Linked DNA regions of Pan troglodytes: region 2 is linked to region 1. Evidence: chromatin contacts called from public Hi-C data. All regions are on one chromosome and are shown on one strand. Each heading gives the region's core, a stretch centred on a gene start, on an enhancer-like site or on the middle of the called end of the contact. The rest is flanking DNA. Distances are from core to core; before and after follow the strand shown. Region 1 overlaps NEDD4L (NEDD4 like E3 ubiquitin protein ligase). Region 2 overlaps NEDD4L (NEDD4 like E3 ubiquitin protein ligase).

Region 1 (2,537 bases), core at 16-2,515:
TCAATGTAAATGAGATGCATGCACATATATAATACATGCATTCTTAACACTAGTCACATAACATATACGTACATGAAAATATTCATGACACTAGAGGGAAAAACAGAACTTCTTCATATGAATGATGAATTCCTGATTGTTTGTACACAATCCTGTACACAATCAGGAATTCAAAGCCTGCTTTCAGAATAGGAGTAGGAACGACTAGACCAGAGTAAACCATCAACACATAAAGTTTTTTTAAAAAAAAACAAAAAAACCCAAAAAATTGTCTTTCAAAGGAGTCAACATTTTGCCTTATTTCCATCCCAGCCCTGGTGATTAAAGGAATTTTGTTTGATTTTATTCTGTAACTCAAAATGACTTTTTTAAAATGTCATCCTAACAAACCATATTTGCCTGTCTGCAGTAACACTGTAGCAAGAGTTCATATTTTCTCTAATCTGAATAACTTATATTGTGTTACCCCATAGTTGCCTTGTGTAGGGACAATAAAAGGTGCTTTATCTACCACATCCCCCGCCAGGTAATGACCTCCAACACCAGTAAGGAGGGAGCTCTCCAACCCTGCTGATGGTTAACACGAACCAGGGCAGCCACCCCGTGCTGGGTGCCCATGGCGTGGCCAGCCCAGTGGAGCCACATCAGGAAGGTGTTATTAATATTATCCTCCCCTCCACCTGAGGACACTAAAACTCAGAGAAGAGAAACAGGCCTGGCGCTGGCTTCTGAATGGAGAGCTGGGTCTCAAACCCACGTCTGTCAACTCACAAAACCCCACCATCCCCCATCACTCTTATCAGAACCATATTATCGACAACGTGATAGTTATCGGAGCATAATGAAATCCGCAATGCTTCCTCTAAGGCCTCTGATAATCTCAGAAAAATGAGCAACAACTCGGAGCAAATGCCACAAGGCCACTCCACTGGCTTTACCTCCAGCAGAGCCATAAGAGTGGCCAAGGCCGACACAAAGGTTTAATTCAGCAGCAGAACTCTGCTACCAACAGGACAGATGACACCAGAAAGGCACTCCTCCTCTGAGAGAAACACTGAAAATACACCACGTTATGGAAAGGAATCCTCCACTCAGAAATGGACAAAAGAATCCACTCATTACTACAAAGGAAGCAACCTGACTGGCATTTTCACAGCAGGCAGCACCAGTCTACATTTTTATAAAATGACAAGGGGACACACTATGTATTTCCTCGTGCTGGTGGCCCTTTGTGGGGCAAACAGAGGGCTAATCCTCCACTCAGAAATGGACAAAAGAATCCACTGATTACTATGAAGGAAGCAACCTGACTGGCATTTTCACAGCAGGCAGCACCAGTCTACATTTTTATAAAATGACAAGGGAACACATTATGTATTTCCTTGTGCTAGTGGCCCTTTGCGGGACAAACAGAGGGCTTCTATAAAGCTTAGGAAGTATGATTTTAATCACCGGGCAAATTCATAGGTGGAGGCTTGAGCATTTCCTTTATGTCTGTACCAGAATTTCCCAGGTATACACTCCCCAGCATGTCATCAGCCCAGCAGCTGCAAGACTGCACGCTCTGTCCTTAGCTAGATCAGGGCCCTCTGGGACTAGGTATAGGTATGTCATTGCTCCAGTCCCCTTCTGGATGTTCCAAATCTAGTCCAGGCCACAACACCTCTCCCCTGGATTCCCTGGGAAGCCCCCTAAATTTGGGTCCCTGCCTCTATTCTTGACCCTTCCAGTACAATGAGCACTGAACCAATGTCCATCAGCAATGCAAGCAAAATATAAATCTGATCAGGTCACATCCCTGCCTGAAATGCTAAGTCTAGGAGCCTTAACATAACCTACAAAGCCCCCATCTCACCTGCCTGACTCATCATCCTCACCTCTCTCCACTCCTGCCTGCCCCCACCTGCTCAGCTGTAGCCACCCTCCCCTTTTAGGGGGTTCTACGGTGGTTTCCTGAGCTTCCTCCCTTTGGGAGGTTAGCAAGGATGAACACAGCTGATCCGAAGTCAGGCTCCTCAGGCACAGCTGCCTCTGCTCGGCCAGATTTCTATGGCTCTACCAGAATGAAGAGTGACTTTCGTTGTAATCATGTAACACAGACAAAAGACATCCTCCACCCTTCTTCTGTCCCTAACCACCAACACTGGAGTTAGGGGATTGTCAATTTTTACTTTGCTTTTTTCTGTATTTTGTTTGGTTATTTTTAACAAACACGCATTATTTTAAATATATTTTTCTGATTACAGAGTTGATAGAATGTTGATAGGATTATCAACATTCCTAATAATCCTAAAGTTGATAGGATTATCTTGATTGTATCAGCCCATTTTTTCCCTGCCAGCAAAACAGAGTTTTGGTTCATTAAGTATTACGTCTCCCAAAATATGTAACTGAGGGTACTGACAGAAATGTATCTGAGGGTCTCCTGTATGGGGCAGGGGTGGGGGGAGGGGTTGGGAGGGAAGAGACAGATAATAAGGAATCCTATTGTGGCCAAATTATCCTCTCCTCCCCAGTCCAGCCCTAGACTATGCATG
Region 2 (2,537 bases), core at 27-2,526, 180 kb before region 1:
CTTAACAGCTCCCCTGAGTGAGTAAGAGTAAATTACTTGCTATCACCTTCCTTCACAACACATCTTCAAAGCTTACTTGGTATTTAACATATGGAAACAGCCATAATTTCCACACAGCAGGAAGCTTATGCTAGGGGGTTAAGTCACTTTACTTTATAGACTATTTATGCTACTTGCTCACACAAAGCATTTAAAAAAATAACACAATGCCCTTGTAAGGCAGAAACATTCGCCTTTCCTCTCTCAGCTGCTACTTCTATCACGTCGTCGTGCTGCCCAGGGAAGAAGGCCAGGAGGAAGGCTGGGACAAGCCGGAAAACTGAAGCTGGAATAGGAGATGGGGATCCACCTTTCTCAAGGCCTCCAGGTCCCAACTACACATTCTGTCTGCCCTGCCTCCTGTTTCGGGTGTCAGCCCTAATACCCGTCACTAGTCAACAGCCTCGACTGCTCCGCTACTTTGAGCAGAGAGAAATGGCAGCGCCACACATGCTAACTCAGTGCGTGTTCCAGCGAGGGTGGGTGTTCCCAGCTGACAAGTTCACTCAGAATGAACAGGCTCTTCTTTTGTCACCATGCTGACTGAGAAAGCCAGACACCAAAATCTGGGAAATGCTATTATAGTTTGTGTAGAGGTATCCAAGAGAAATGGCATGTGCGGTTCCAGACAAAGAGTGCAAACATCTGATGGGACCCGGAGGATGCATTAGGAAGCAGAGACAGTAAGTGACAAGAAGGGAGGCCTGAGTGAAGGAGGTGTCTGTTTTGTAAGATGTGATACACAAAGGTGGAGCAGCTGAAGTGCAGAAAAGAGAGGGAGCTGGTGGATGGGAACGCAAGCGCACGACTCAGGCACCCTTGACTACTCTTACAGCCAGCTTCTCCTCCATCCCCTTGAAAGGACCACTTTCCAGAAAGGACTAAGGCCACAGCACACATGCTTCATTTCAGCCTTCTCCACCGTGGTGAAGAAATGCCACTCTGAAAATATGCTGACTACAGACAATTAGAAACCCCCGCCCCCAGCACGAAGCATCAAACATGAGACTGTCCTTACCGGAAGGTGACTAAGGGGCACGTCCACCTGGCCCAGGAAGTCGTCTCGTGTCTGTTAGGAAGAGAACAAAGAGTTAGTGTTTCCATTTCTTCACTGAGCGTCAGCATTTCCTAAAAATGTTTTATCATGAATAGAGACAAAGGTCCAGGGCCTGGCACTGGAATGTGGAGGGCGGAAGGCCCCGAGGAGACACGAGTAACCACACCCCGGGAGACCAGGAGCCCGTGCGCCTGGACTGAGCTGGCTGAGATTCTGTCTGGTGTCTGCTACCAAGCACAATGCTATGGAAGCCTCTGTAGAAGCTGGGAGAACATGATCAGTCAGGGAAGAGACAGGCAGGGTTTGAGGGCACAGCTGGGCCCAGCTGAAAGAGAAGATGGCAAACAAATGCTGGGAACATTTTAATAAGTGTTTACTGATCCAATGCTAAAAACTAAAGAGCTTCTTGAGAGCTGAGAGCCAATGGAAAAAGTATATGGCCTAGTTAACAATGCATCTTACAAACTGCATCTCACAAAAAAATACACACTTTTTAAATCCAGTAAGTACATTGTTTTTTTTAATCTAGTAAGTGCACTGCTTCAGAATCCACGTATATGGATCAGGTCCTGCTAATTTCTGGACACACCATGCCTCTCCCTCTCCACATCTACCATACTGCACGTATCTCTCCCGACTTCAAAGAGGCCCAGGTGAAAATCATTTGGAGACACGCACCAGTCCCCTCTAAGGCTCTGGGAGTCATCTGGGAAGTCATGATTCAGCTCCACAGGTCACTGGCCTGGACCACACGGTGTCCGATAGACCACAGTCACACTATATCCCTCAGTTACGGTGCTTGTGGCATGGCCTCTGACGTTTAGATGACCCGAGAAGCAAACTGGAACACAATGACTATTTGCCGCTCTCATATAAAAATATGCAGTTGGTTCCACCACATTCAAAATGCGTAAAAGCTGGGCAGTTCTTTAGATATGATGAGACCAGCCCCATAGCCAGCTTCAGCCACCTAAGAAGGAATCCAGCCTACCTGGTGCTGAATGCTGGCCTCTTATTTCTACTCTGCTAGTTTACAGAGAAAGTTTCTAATTCACATATGCTATTTTTCAAGTGTACTTGAAAAACATTCTCTTCTTCCATTTAAAAGGAAGCAGCAGGTAAATATGAATGAGATTTATTGAAATGACTTGCTCCAAGCATAGCAATTCCTTTTAGATAATTGAAAAAATTTGATGAACTGGAAAGCCATCTGTCTCCTCTAAACAATCCATACTGGATAATAAAAAAATCAAAGTTACCACGGTTTGGGTATGCATGAAGAATGAGACTAACCCCAATCCTTTTGATGAGATTTTCATTTCTTTTACTTTCTTAGCTGTATCTGCTACAACTCAACGTGGAGACGCCTCATCTAGCATAGAGCGGTAAGAGGAGGTGCCCATAGATTCTGTATGTCTTACCAAGAGCAGCAGTCAGCAGA

Evidence for each region. Hi-C and Micro-C count contacts between places; a contact is called where the count stands out from the background.
Region 2: a contact with region 1 is called in a Hi-C map of stem cell-derived neural progenitor cells, with 4 times the contacts expected there. The contact joins two enhancer-like sites. A contact is called at or near these places in 2 of 7 Hi-C or Micro-C datasets (blood and stem cell-derived neural progenitor cells).

Annotation. Positions count from the first base shown.
Region 1 is chr17:68,198,424-68,200,960 of NHGRI_mPanTro3-v2.0_pri, reverse strand. All of the region lies in intron 1 of NEDD4L (NEDD4 like E3 ubiquitin protein ligase), which reads right to left. Among named protein-coding and RNA genes, the nearest start is that of NEDD4L, 96 kb to the right of the region's middle. Within about 2 kb of position 1,265, at least 2 of the 24 cell types and tissues checked have an H3K27ac peak or open chromatin away from gene starts, as enhancers often do. A contact at or near this core is called in stem cell-derived neural progenitor cells, where this site is marked.
Region 2 is chr17:68,380,795-68,383,331 of NHGRI_mPanTro3-v2.0_pri, reverse strand. NEDD4L (NEDD4 like E3 ubiquitin protein ligase) reads right to left here. Exons shown (of 31, transcript XM_001140979.7): 6 at 1,058-1,108. Among named protein-coding and RNA genes, the nearest start is that of MIR122, 130 kb to the left of the region's middle. Within about 2 kb of position 1,276, at least 6 of the 24 cell types and tissues checked have an H3K27ac peak or open chromatin away from gene starts, as enhancers often do. A contact at or near this core is called in stem cell-derived neural progenitor cells, where this site is marked.